Linked DNA regions of Triticum aestivum: region 2 is linked to region 1. A link is a contact called in public Hi-C data. All regions are on one chromosome and are shown on one strand. Each heading gives the region's core, a stretch centred on a gene start, on an enhancer-like site or on the middle of the called end of the contact. The rest is flanking DNA. Distances are from core to core; before and after follow the strand shown. Region 1 holds the start of LOC123113462 (probable LRR receptor-like serine/threonine-protein kinase At2g16250). Region 2 has its middle 8.5 kb from the start of LOC123113463.

Region 1 (6,676 bases), core at 849-3,348:
AAACATGTACAAGGCCGAAGTCTCATGGCCGTAGCAAGGAAAGGGCAAGGAAGGAGAGCATACCATGTACCCAACGTCGGTACCACTCACGGGCCGTGCTTGAGCGCTCTCAAATGCGGCTTGATACTTGTTGCACTCTTGTTGTATGAACAACCATCTCTTTTGAATCGAGCCGATGCCACGTTTGCTTTCAAATTGGTAGGGCTCAAAGAACTTCCTTTCATGGAATGTTTTGTGGACTCTCGTCCAAAAAACAATACCCTTTTGTTGCGCGCCGGTCCTTGGATCTTGGCTGATCTCCATCCAAGCTTGGCAAATCAACTTGTCTTCATCTTGTGTGTATGAACCCGTGCGAATGCTCTTCCTCTTCTTTTGTGCTTCCGCTCTTTGTGTCAGCTCATCGACGAACAATGGCTCGCCAATAATGTCAACATCATTGATTTCTTCTTCATCACCATCACCTTCGACATAGATGTCATCGTCTTCATGCCACGAGTCACCATGATCGTAGTCAGCACGGTCGTCGCCATCTTCACCGGCAGTGAACTGGCCGCGGCCATCCTGACTTTGGGTCTCCTCGGGGTCGTAGACAGGGACGTGACCTCCCTCATAGATCACTTCCTCCATGAACTGGTCGTAGTAGGGGTCATCGACCGGTGTCGTTGGTGTTGGCATTCCGTCGAACAAGACGCGGGGGGACGGCATGGTGCCGGTAAACAGCGACCGTGCTTGCTTTCTTTGCATCTCGACGGACGGCCGACCGCCGCTGCTGGACCCAGGGGTGACCTTGAGGTCGATGATGGCCGAGGGGCGTGGTGTGGACAGCGCGATCACGCTCACGTCTGGCGACCCCTCGAAACGGGTCTGGCCGTCGTGCCTTGGCGGAGGAAAGCCGGGCGACAAGGGCGTGGTCCGCGACGTCGATGACTGGCATTGCGGAGGCCGGGCGACCGACGACCCTGTGCTCGCCGGACCGATGGCCCCTCCAGAGAAACCGGGCGGGCGACAAATGCCATGCATGAGAAGGGCGTGCGCTTTGCTGACGATGGCCTCCTTCTCCTCGACCTCGGCCTTGTGCCGCGCGGCCTCAATCGCAGCGCGCTCGGCGGCCCTCTTGGCCGCAGCGACGTTGGTCTTGGCGACCGCCCTCCGGCTCCTCCTCTTCGCCGATTCCGCGTCCAACTTGGCGATCTCCTCCGGCGTGCACTCCGACCGCGGCTTCCTTGGCGCCTTACCCTTCTTCTTCTTGGCCATTCCGGGCGGGTCGGCGGCCAGCCCGCCGGAGTTCGGCTGGGCGTCGGCCATGGACGGGGGAAAGAGTGGGACGAGCGGGAGGAGGGAAGGTTTGGGGAGAATGGCGCCAAAGGGGCCCGGGGGGGGGGGAGGGTTGCTTCTGTTTCACCGACATGCGGGTCAGGGGCGGACAAGCGCGCGCGTCCCGCTCGTCCGCGCGCTGTCTGTTTCGCCCCAAAAGCGGCGCAAACTTGGACCGCGGATGGGTCGAAAACAGAGACAAAACGGACAAATGTTCGTTTGCTCCCGCGCGCTGGGCCGCCCGGTTTTTTCGTTTTACCCCAAACGAACGGGCCCGGAGAGGATATGGTCACGCGGTGGAGTTGGCCTAAGACTTGAAGGAGCAAGATTGTGCATCATGATTCATGAGTTCAATCGATGCACTAGCACGTTTATTCGATATGACACCACCATGCTCGTCTTGGATGCACGCATCTGGAATAGAAAATGAAATCAGTGAGGAACCCATTCCATCGTGTTTTCTTTTGCCTCCCGGAGATTCGAAAATGACGGCAACCTAAATCATCCCTTTATTATTTACTTTTCAGAAAGATGCCACTACAGGTGAGAACATTCCTTCATACGCGGCCGAGACGGGGCCCCACAGGTCAGCGCCACGAACGCGAACGTACGCTCGCGGCAAATGATGAGCTCTCGGTCCAATCAGACTCCACCACCTCCCCTCCCGCGCCGCCACCACCTCCCGGGCCCCACCGCCACCACACGCTGGCGGAAGGAACCGTTTCTGGGGCCCGCATGGAAGTGAGAGATGCCCTCCCCCACTTCGCCTTGGCGTCTCCCCGTGCTCCCCGTGGTCAACTCGCGGCTTCCCCAGACGCTGACCGGCGAGGAAATAGGCGGAGGTCGGGACACCCAAAGCGCCGAACACCTTGCGCGCACCACTTCCTCCGCCATGGGCGCGCCATGAGACACCACCACCCGTAGCTAGCGCAGCCCTTACCGCTACCGCGCACACCCCCACCCCACTCCGCCGCTCCGCCGCCTCCTCCCCCATGCTTCCGCGCAGCGCCCTCCTCCGCCTGCTGCTGCTGCTGCTGCTCGCGCCGCTGCTGCTGTCGCCAGCCCGGGGCCAGGGGCAGCCGCCGGTCCTGCGGCAGGACCTCGCGGCGCTCTACGGGCTGCGCGCGTCCCTGGGCCTGCGCGCGCGGGACTGGCCCGCCAAGGCCGACCCCTGCGCCGCCTGGGCCGGCGTCGCCTGCCGCGCCGGCCGCGTCGCGCGGGTCCGCCTCGGCGGGCTCCGCCGCACCCGCGCGGGGGCACGCAGCGCCGCCTTCGCCGTCGACGCGCTGCACGGGCTCGGGGCCCTCGAGGAGTTCAACGCCTCCGGGTTCCCGCTCCCCGGCCGGATTCCGGCCTGGTTCGGCCGCGGCCTCCCGCCGTCGCTCGCCGTCCTGGACCTCCGCTCCGCCGGCGTCGATGGCGAGCTGCCGCTCCACCTCGGCATGTCCGGGAACCTGACCACCCTCGTTCTCGCTGGTAACAGCCTCTCCGGCCGGATTCCGGCGTCGGTTTTCTCCAGTAAGGCTCTCCGGATCCTTGATCTTTCCAACAACAACCTCACCGGGGAGCTTCCCAGCGTGCCTGCCTCCGCCGGTGACATAGCAGGAGCTCTGTTTAACGCCTCGGGGAATTCACTCTACGGTGCGATTGGCGATGGCCTGGTGTCCCTCAAGAAGAGGTTTCAGGTGGTCGATGTGTCGAGCAATTACTTTGGCCAAGCGGCCACCGCTGGATTTCAGAATGGCTCTGAGGGAACAGTCAACATCAAGATGAATTGCTTGCCAGGCGTACCAGGCCAGCGCAGCCCTGGCGATTGCGAGGATTTCTTTAAGAGGAATGGATTGCCATTGCCTGAACCACCCCAAGCATCCCCATCACCGGGCAAGAAAAGCGTCGGGTGGAAACATGTACTAGCTGGAGTTCTTGGAGCTGCAGCTATTGTGGTTGTCCTTTCACTTGCAGCGCTGGTCTTTTGCTTGGTGAGGAGGGGGAGAAGGAGGCCTAGAGGAAGAGGGCTGGAGCAGAACGACGACGGCATCCGCTCTGGTCGCAAGAGCAGCAGTGTGAATCCGATGGTGATGTCACCATCCCGGGTAGCTAACAGTCCACCCAAGGGTTTGCCTGTCGTCGTGGATGAGCTCACCTATGGGCAGTTGCACCATGTTACTGGAGGCTTTGGAGATGATAACCTTGTCAAGCATGGGCACTCTGGAGACATCTACCGTGGTGTCTTAGAGAGTGGCTTAAATGTTGTCATAAAAAAGGTCGACGTGAAGAGCAGTAAGAAGAACATAGTGGAATTAAGCTTTCTTGTCAAAAAATCCCATGCCAGGATTGTTCCATTGCTGGGGCATTTGGTCAAGGATGACGAGGAATTGCTAGTGTACAAGTACATGTCAAAGGGAGATTTGACAACTGCACTGCACAGGAAGCCAGCGGATGCTGAAGTGGGGTTATCTTCATTGGATTGGATAACGAGACTGAAGATTGCAATTGGTGTAGCTGAGGCCCTGTGCTTCCTTCACGATGAATGTAGTCCACCATTGGTTCACAGGTATGGTTATGCATGCCATGCAGTATTCTTTTGGAGTATGGCAGTTACAGAAAAAATTATTATATAAAACATCTCATAGCCGTGATAAGCTATTTTCAGCATTAACATCATGATTAGAATGTGGAGATTCTATGCAGCTCAATAAAGCATGGCATTTTAATGAAGAAGTTCTACTAGGATCACAAGTGAGACAGTGACAGAAGGAAAATAATATTACCCATGCAGGCATCTAAAAATGGTTGCCCAAGAACGATTTCTGGAAGAAAATAATATGTATAGGCATTTTGTCGACCAACATTTAGAAGCGAGGACATCAGATGCCATGCTTAATATATAGTCAATATCTTATATATTTCCTAGATGCATTGCCTTCATATCAATGGTATTAATTCTAACATGCTTTGGAATTTTCGTAGATATTTTTGTTTAGGATTTTATTAAGGGAACTAGCAGGTGCTCTGCTTTTGCATTAAGATTTAAGAAGATGGGAAAACAAAAAGTTACTCCAAGCTGCAACAATTAAAAAAACAGCAACAAAAGAAAGAAAATACTCCAAACTGCAACACTAGCTTTGGGATGAACAACAGTCTACACACATATTGTTTCTTTACATGTGCAAATGCATTGGAAAAACAAGGAATAATTACAAGCAGCATGCAGTAAAGCTGATTACATCATTTATTTGTTTTGTGCTTGACTAAGCCTTGTGTCCCTCTGTCATGGTGTTGTAATTGCCATAATTTGACCATCCAAATCTGAGTTGATGCGTGTTGCTCAATTTCTTCGATTTTGTTTTTGATATGATTTTTTTATATTTTCAGTCAGTACTTTGTTCTTATTCATTTGTGATCACGTCATAATATTTGTAGAGATATCCAAGCAAGCAGTGTTCTTCTTGATGACAAATTTGAAGTGTGCCTTGGAAGTTTGAGTGAAATTTGCCTTCAACCAAGTGATGGAAGCAGGAGTTTCTTCTCTAGGATGTTGAGATCATCAAAGTAAGACCTCTATGTCATCTTCTACTATAGTTAGCATGCTACTCTTAAAAGAAACTCTAGTGGCCTAAATGGTTATAGTATGAGTATCTCATCAGCATATTTTTTTCTTCACGAATATCACTTTCAACCGAGAGTAAAAGTAATGACCCCTATTTAGTTGGTCACTACAGTTTATCCTTAGTTTAATACTCAAAATAAAGCTTATGAACTGGGGACGACTACTGTATTTTGTTTCTACAAGCAGTGTAGCCACACTGTTTCCTCCAAGAATGTGTTACTGCACACTCAACTAGACTATTTATCGTACATGTTGTTGGTTCCTCATCCCTGTTACATCGGAAACTAGTTACTTGTTAAGAGCTGTTTGGTATATCCTATCGAACAGTTTGCATCAAGATAGTGACTGGTACAAGTCAACGCAATTGAGTAAATATGATGACAAATGGCTGTTTTTTCCAGTTAGTGTAACATGTCACTGTAATTTACACTTTGTCTCTATGCGGTAATGCCGTAACGAAACTTCCACATCATCTCCCAAACACAAGATGGATCGCCCACATTTTTTTTGAAAACTTGATGCTTGTTCGAGTATATAAAATATCAGGGCTCTTTGGCTGACATCTTTATCTGTCTCTCTTTTTTATGGCAGGTCTCTCGACAAGAACATGTCAGGTGTGTAAAGCTTCTTCATAACTCTCTTTTCCAGTAGTTTTATACTGTACAGCCTGTGCATAATACTCCCAACGTTCCGATTTACTCGTCGTGGTTTTAGTTCAAATTTGAACTAAAACCACGACGAGTAAATCGGAACGGAGGGAGTAATTCTGATGAGCAAAATTTTATGCATGTTCTTCACCTAACAGGTCCACCTGCTAGCCGCACATATGATGTTTACTGCTTTGGAAAGGTGCTACTTGAGCTAATCACCGGGAAATTTGGTGTGAGTGGCTCAAACGACACCGACTCAGAGGAGTGGTTGTCAAGCACTTTAGATTACATTGAAACCCATGACAAGGAGAGTGTCACAAATATTGTAGACCCTTCACTTGTTGTGGACGAAGACCACCTACAAGAAGTATGGGCAGTCTCCATTGTCGCGAAGACATGCCTGAATCCAAAGCCCTCCAGGCGGCCTCTCGCTCGGTACATCTTGAAAGCGCTGGAGAACCCGCTAGGGGTGGTGCGGGAAGAGCTATTCTCGAGCCCCAGTTCCGCTCGGCTCACAAGTACCTCATCCCGAAGCTCTTGGCGTTCTGCTTTCCATGGGCACTCGTACCGGTACTCCGAGGTGCAAACATCAGGGAAAGTACTTACCTGTAGGCAGTCAGCAAAATCCGAAGGAAGCGACGAGGAGGAAAATTCCTTCTCCTTCAAGAAGGCTTCACGGGAGATGCTCCCGGATCCAGTAGAGCTGGAAGACAGAGCTGTTGTGTAGGATCACCATAGATTAGCTATACGTTACATGAGCTGAGACTATTTTGCTGTTGTTAATCTCAGATGCGTATAATCCATCATCTGATGTGCATATTTTGCTGTCCTAGTAGGTGAAAAAACTGTGTATACAAGGAGTAGGCTTTCTTTATCTCCCACCCCTTTCAGTGAGACAGTTTTCTGTAACTTATACTGAGAATAAAATCTGTAATCTGTACTGGGAATAAACGGCGCTGCAAGTGGCCAGTAGTTTTGGTAAGCATACCTACTTGCCACTTCTTTTTCCTTGCGATTTACTCCGTTCGTCCCATAATATAAGAGCGTTGTAGTGTCATAAACGCTCTTATATTATGGGGCGGAGGGAGTACTTGCTATTCTG
Region 2 (7,490 bases), core at 507-3,006, 40 kb before region 1:
TTTGTTCGATGCCGATTTTGGGATATTGTCCAATTGCCATCCAAGCATCGTAGAGTAACTTGTCCTCATTCTTCGTGTATGCTCCCGTCTTCACGCTTTGCCGCCTCCTTTGCGACCAGGCTTGATCAACTAGCTCTTTATCAAAAAATTGCTTTCCTTCGATGTCAGACTCCCTCTTGACCTTGGGTACCTTGGTGTTGAGTTTCTTGGCCTTGACTGTCTTGGTTGTGGGTGTCTTGGCCTTGAGTCTTGTTGGCATCATACCCTTGGCCACCCTCATCGATCATCTCCTCCATGACATCCTCGCAGTACCTCAGGTCGTCCGGCGTCGAGGCTGGAATATCATTAAACAGGTTACCAGCATCGGGAAAGTTGCCCCAGGAAGATCTCCCACGGGCACTTCCTTTGCGTCCCGGTGGACTAGCCAGCCACAAGTGTGGCATTGAGATCAATAGGTGGCTCCATGGGGACGACCGACACAGAGTTACCCATTTTCGACGAGCCGTCCCGAGGTGACATGGAGCAGCGAGACGTTGTAGGGTCATGTCTGGGAAGGTAATTGTATGTCGGCGGCGGTGTTGACATGCACGGCGACTCCAGTAGCCTGGGCGGGTGGGTCACCGACGAGCCTGTGATAGGGCTGGCTCGGGGTACCCTAGCAAGAGGAGGACTTGTTGCACGACTTTGACGGCAATGGACTCGGTGTTTGGAGCAGCGACTGTGACGACGAGAAGGGCCAGCTCGTGATGCACTAGCAAGAGGAAGGCGTGTTGCGTGGCTTTGGCGGCTATGGCCTCCATGTCTGTAGCGGCCGCGACGGTAAGAAGGATCGGCTCGCGGTACCCTAGCAAGAGGAAGGCGTAAACACGTGACTTTGGCGACGATGGCCTCGTTGTCCGCGGACATTGGAGGCGTCTTCTTTTGTGTTTCTCCTTCCTCCTTTGGCGGCTATGGCCTCGATGTTCGTAGCGGCTGCGGACGGCGAGAAGAATCGGCTCGCGGTACCCTAGCAAGAGGAGGGCGTGTTGCGTGACTTTGGCGGTGATGGCCTCGTTGTCCGCAGCGACGGCCACAACGATGACATTGGAGGCGTCTTCTTTTTTGTTTCTCCTTCCTCCTTTGGTTGGCCCGCTTCGCTGTTTCGACCGCTCTCTACTCCGGGGTGAGCTCCTTCTTCGGCTTCTTCGAGGCCACGACGCGGGCAACCACAATTGGGATGGGAGCAGCGGCGGTGGCAGGTTCGTCGGCCAGGGCTGTAGGACGAGAGGTTTGGGGGAGAAGAAATATGGGAATAGAAATGGTGTGCTACGGTCAGACGGTGCCACGGGAGGACGTCGCGGGCGTCTGTGGCATGTCCGACAGACCCAAACCCAGACCAACTTTGAGCTGAAAATGGATCGAAGCAGACATGAAACCGGACAGCCGCCCGTGCTTTGTGCGTGCGGACCCAAGCGTACGCGGGTGGAGAAAAGGCATCAGCCGTTGAGTGGCACTTATAAATTGTTACCCTCTTTCATTCGCAAAAAACAAAACAAAAACTTGTTCGTACCCTTTTATTTATTTTTTGAGATGAGAAACCCCAATAGGATAACTAGTAGGAGTGGTACTCGTAGCATGTGTCAAAGACCCGTGCATTTGGATTTATTCACTTAATCTCGCTTACAACTGGTGTGCAGGGGCGTACGGCCACCGGCCGGGGCCAGAGGGAGAGAGCCTGGCCCAGCGGGCGGGGCTACTACTGAGCGCAGACAATGATCACGGGGAGGCCACCACCGGACCGGTCGGACCGGAGGCGGCAAGTTGCCGATGAGGTGGTTGGTTGACGACGCCCGTTCCACTCCAGGCGAAGCCGTTATTCTAATCGCTCGCCGGAAGAAGCAACTGGACATCGAGATCATTCCTTTAAGAGCGCTGCTACGCAGACGACGATGCGCGAACGATTTGTGCACGACGCTGCACATCAGGTCGTCCATGCATGTCATCGAAGTCCAGTGAACGGCTGGATGTGGCATCGTCCAACTGTCGTGCGATCGATCCATCGTCTGCACAGCATTTCCGTTCCTTTAATCGCTCGCCAGAAGTAGGATGTGCCTTTCTTCTTTCTCTTCCCCGGCCGTATTTTTATCGAAAATGCTCCAGCTCCCGTGGCTGGCGCACGGATGCTTCTGGCCGCCTCGTGCTTGTGGGGCGCATGTGCATTGGCTTTGGCGCCGCTCGTCGGCGACGGTGATGCTTCGTCGGTCCTGTGTGCGCTGCTACTGCCTGCGGTGGCAATAACGTACGTACCGTCAAGTGCTTCAGGGCGAGGCAGAGGTACGGTACGCAGGCAACAGATAATACAGTTTTTCATGGACTCGCCGGTGCTGAGGGGTCCATTGTCTTTGCCAACACGTGAAGCCTGGAGTCCTGGGAGGTAAGGCCAACTCCACCGCGCGACCACAAACGGACGTTCGTTTTGTCCGGTTTCTGTCCGTTTGTGTAGGGATTTGGAGTCGTGTCCGGGCCTGTCCTGGGATGCGGTGGCCGTGCGTCCAGCGCGCGGCCGCATCCATTTGCCCCATCCTGTCCGTCAGGGCCAAAAATGCCCAAATTTACATCAAAACTAGTTTCCAACCCAAATATTTATCTGAAAATTAAAATAGTTTTACAACCCAATTAAAATTGTCTTTAATAGAATAGTTTTACAACCAAATCAAAATTGTCTTGACTGAACATAAATTGGACCAATACATCTATTGGTTGCCAATGTGATCCCAGACGTGCTCAACCAAGTCATTTTGAAGATTCAAATGAGTGTGCCAATCACGCATCTCACGGTGGAATTGGACAAACTGTTCAAATGTGGCCGGGTCTTGGTGCAGGGGCTCAATATTTTCACCTTGATAATCAAATCCTTGGTCGAAGATACTCTCATCACGCTCGTCCTCGACGATCATGTTGTGCATAATCACACAAGCAGTCATCACCTCCCAAAGCTTCCTTTCATCCCATGACAGTGCAGGGTTTCGAACGATACCCCACCGGGATTGAAGCACACCAAAAGCACGTTCCACATCCTTTCTAACACTCTCTTGCATTTGGGCAAATCTCTTTCTCTTCTCACCTTGGGGTTTCGAGATTGTCTTCACAAAAGTTGACCACTGAGGATATATACCATCTGCTAGATAGTATCCCTTGTTGTACTGGTGGCCGTTGATCTCAAAGTTGACAGGTGGGGAGTGGCCTTCTGCAAGCCTTGCGAAGACTGGAGAGCGCTGCAGCACGTTGATATCATTGTGAGAACCTGCCATGCCGAAAAAAGAATGCCATATCCAAAGATCTTGCGATGCCACCGCTTCTAATATGACCGTGCACCCGTTAACATGCCCCTTGTACTGGCCCTGCCAAGCAAATGGACAGTTCTTCCACTCCCAATGCATACAATCTATGCTGCCAAGCATGCCTGGAAAGCCTCTAGCTGCGTTGGTCGCCAACAATCTCTCTGTATCAGCGGCAGTTGGCTGCCTCAAGTACTCTGGGCCAAACACCTCGATCACAGCCTGGCAAAACTTGTGCATTGACATCAGACATGTTGTCTCACTCATACGCACATACTCGTCCACCAGATCGCCTGGAATACCATATGCAAGCATGCGGATGGCCGCGGTGCATTTCTGGTAAGAGGAGAATCCAAGCTTGCCAAGGGCATCCGTCTTGCACTCGAAGTATGGGTCATGAGCAACCACTCCCTCTCGGATACGATTGAACACATGCCTTGCCATACGAAAACGGCGACGAAATTTATCCTGCTTGAAGAGCGGGGTGTTGGCAAAGTAATCGGCATAAAGCAGGGCGTGGCCTCTCTCCCTGTTGCGGTTCAGGTTGGGAGCACGGCCAGGGAGTGACCCCCTATACCGAGGAAGCTGCCGTTGAATATGGTCGTGAACGACCAGTGCAGCTACCACAAGATCTTCATCATCCGACGACGAATCGTCCGACGAACAAAGGAAGTGATGAAAGAAAAACTCGTCTCCACTGTCCATACCTTTGATGGCAAAAGGTCGAACACCTTGCGGTCGTGGTGGCGAAGAGGCCGCGATGATCACCTCGACGCAGCAGGGGTGGTTGCCGGCCGGCTACTGGCCGCTCTGGAGCTCTCGTTGGAATCTGCCTCGGCCACCGTGGTCCGTCGCCGACAGTCGTGTCCCCTCCGCCACCGGCAAGGACGGCGACGGCCAAACCTCCCCCGATAGACGACCAAAACTACGGCGAAAGCGCGGGCGTGGTGGCGGCCATGTCGAGACGTGGTTTGGTATGGACGGCGGGGGGCTGCGCGGTGAGGAGGCGGCCGGAGAATAGGGGCGGCGCCGGCGGCGGGGCGGGGCGGGGAGAGAGGGTTAAGCGTTGGGAGCGGAGGGACTGCTAGTGTCCCCGACAAGCGGGCCACAGGGGGGACAAGGGCGTGCGTCGCGGCCGTCCGGGCGCGTCCGTTTCACCCCAAACCGAGCGCAAGTTTGGGCCGGGGATGGGTCGAAAACGGACGGAATCCGGACATTTGTCCGTTTGAGGCCGCGCGCTGGGCCGCCTCTTTTGTCCCTTTTACCCCAAACGGACGGGGGCGGACAGGATAGGGTCGCGCGTTGGAGTTGGCCTAAGCAGCTGGTGGTTCTTCAAGTGCGTAAATATTTTTTGTGGTGACCACTGACTACTGACGAGTAGAATGGCACTGGCACTTGAGAACGGGCCGGGCCGGGCCGGGGCTAATTAGCAGGCAAGCAAGAAAGAGAAGAGGTACTCCGGGCGGAAGCGCACATGCACAACGCCGAAGCACCCCGGGCGACGCGACAGGATCTTCTTTGGGCGGGTAAACAAGGGAGCACTTGCCAATTGGAGGCTTCGAGTCGGAGTTCGTCGCCCAGGATAATACCACGAGCGATGCTTCGGCCGTACATCCCTCCGTACTGCCACCGCCTCGCGAAGATCCCATCTGGATTATATATTTGCCAAGGAGCACAACAGAACGTGCGCATATATTCGCCCGGCCGGGTAGCCTACCACGCCGGTGTCGGAGGACGGAGGCGATCTTGTCCAAGGTCCCCCCGTCCGGCCACCCACCGGCACCGGCATGAGATGATTTGATTCCGGTCCCTGGGGTTCAGCACAGCTCGCTCTGTCTCAGGCAACACTAACCAACTCGTCGATCGACCATGGGGTAGGGTAGCAATTGCTCACCGGCCACCGCGTTCCGCCAGCTGTGCGTAGCGGACGAGGTCACGGGATCAGCACGCACGGGCACGCAGATGTGATCGAGCCCATCGTTTACTGCCGCCGCCGGCCGGCCGGTTGTGTCCTCGCCGTCGGTGGGAATTGATCGATCCAAGGCGTGGCCTTGAAGCGACAATCATCATACCCCAGTACGTAACGGCACGGCCGAACCCAACTAACGAGGCCAGTTGTACGTGCCCGTAGCGGCACGCTTAATTACAAGTAGCCTCTGCGCACGTAATCGCACAGGGTCAGATCAGATCAGATCAACTTAAGCTTAAGGACATGGGGGTAGATTTACTCTGCTTAATGCATCCTTAAGCAACAAACCTTTGCATATGCCATCTTTCTATATGGGGTTTCTATTATCTCAGGAAGAGACTAGTTTGGCAGGAGGACGCTCATCAAGTGATCATGAAAGTGCCACCTTGTTAAAAATTGGGAAACAGTCTGTCTCCCTAATAACATGGGGGATTTGGGTGTTCTAAATCTTGAATTTTATGAACATACATGGTCCTTTCAGGGAAGTGGGTTTGGAAATCAGAAAATAAACAGTGGGTTTCGCAAGATCCTCTCAAGAAAAAAGAAAAGAAAAAAGAACCTTAAGAGGCAAACCTTGATCCATGTTGCCAAGAAAAATGTCAGTTTCAGTTCTATTATTTTTTGTAGAAGAGAGGTGCATGATGGAAAGAGTATCAACTTCTGGGAAGACTCATGGTGTTGTGATCAAACTTTTGCTGTTAGGTTGAATTCCCTGTACAGTACTCTATCACCTTTTCCACAGAATGAAACTATGCATAGGGTGTTGTTGAGTAACTTTCAGTGTTTGAAGTTTAGAAGAACCCTTTGCGGGTGTTCGTTTAGAACAAAATGAAATTCTGAGGAAGTTGTTTGCAGGTTTTTCTTTGTCTCAAGTCAAAGATAGGCTTGCGTGGATGCCCGATCCTGTATACCAGCAATTGTGCTCACATTTGCGTGGATGAATTAGAGTGTTTTATTGACCAGTGACACTAGCCGGTGAGAAAAGTTGAATGTTTTGCTCTCAGGATGAGTCGGCTGATCAATTATATTCTTTGAGTGCTCGGTTTGTTTTTGCGAATACGCATGGTAGCATATCATCACATTGATAGAAGGGAGAAAGTACAGGGCGGCATCATAGTCGCGTACACAAATTGGCGTGGCCGTGATGCCCAAGCGAGCAGAAGACGAGGGGATGCTCAACCCCAAATACAGACTTTCAGGTTACAGACATAAGAGCGTTTAGTCGAGTATTTAACCAAAAACTACCACAATTCATGGAAACGGAACGAAAAACTACCACTTTACGTTTTTGTGCGGAAAACTACCACTTTTATCCTAAAACGTGGCAAAAAACTACCAACTCGTTTAACTGCTCGGTTCGGCCGCGCTAAGCCCGAATCTGACCGGTTGGGCCCACACATAAGCGGGCTAAAAATGCAATCAGGTCCCTACAAAAAACTTTTTAAAGCAATCGAGTCCCTGTAAAATAAAATAAAAAGCAATCAGATCCCGCTGGCGAGCTCGTCAGCGACAAGCAGAGGCATGCGGCGGCGGCGGCGGCAAGCGGGAGCAACGGCAAGTAGCGGCGGTGGTGGAAGCAAGCAGCAGCAAGCGGCGGTCGCGCATAGATAGCTAGCTCCGACCGCCGCAGTGCGTGCGTGAGCTACCCAGCTAGCTAGCTCTGGCTGCGCCCCCGTCGTGATAGCTAGCTCTGGCTGCGTCCCCGTCGTGAACTAGCAGCTTCGGCCGGCCTCGCACGCAGCCAGGGGGCTCGGCCAGGCGCGCTGCCACGGGCGCGCGGCCACTGGGCTCGGCCAGGCATGCGGCCGCGGGCAGGGGCGCCGCCATGGGAGCGCGTCCAGGGGCGCAGCCACGGGCGCGCGGCGCCACTGGGCTCGGCCAGGCATGCCGCCACGGGCGGCGGCACGGAGGAGGGGGCAGCGGGCATGGCGGTGCGGCGGTGGGTCTAGGCCGGCGGCGGTGCGGCAGTGACTGGAGGCCGGCGGTGGGAGGCTGGTGCGGCGGTGGATGTTCGCCTGCCCCCGGCCGTGGTTGTGGCCAGCCAGCCATGGCACATGTCCCCTTTCATGGACTGGATTGCTTTTTTTAAAAAAAAACTAGAGACCTGATTGCTTTTTTATGCCGCTTATGTGTGGGCCCAACCGGTCAGATTCGGGCTTAGCGCGGCCGAACCGAGCAGTTAAACGAGTTGGTAGTTTTTTGCC

What was found. A called contact is a pair of places that touch in the nucleus more often than the background predicts.
Region 2: a contact with region 1 is called in a Hi-C map of leaf, with 4 times the contacts expected there. The contact joins the enhancer-like site here to the promoter of LOC123113462 in region 1. A contact is called at or near these places in 3 of 5 Hi-C or Micro-C datasets (all in leaf).

Annotation. Positions count from the first base shown.
Region 1 is chr5B:590,496,162-590,502,837 of IWGSC CS RefSeq v2.1, reverse strand. It overlaps LOC123113462 (probable LRR receptor-like serine/threonine-protein kinase At2g16250), which reads left to right and starts at 2,098. Exons shown (of 4, transcript XM_044534694.1): 1 at 2,098-3,868; 2 at 4,738-4,866; 3 at 5,516-5,538; 4 at 5,730-6,556. The coding sequence starts at 2,307. The coding sequence ends at 6,301.
Region 2 is chr5B:590,534,702-590,542,191 of IWGSC CS RefSeq v2.1, reverse strand. No RefSeq gene overlaps it. Among protein-coding and RNA genes, the nearest start is that of LOC123113463, 8.5 kb to the left of the region's middle. Within about 2 kb of position 1,756, at least 4 of the 8 cell types and tissues checked have an H3K27ac peak or open chromatin away from gene starts, as enhancers often do. A contact at or near this core is called in leaf, where this site is marked.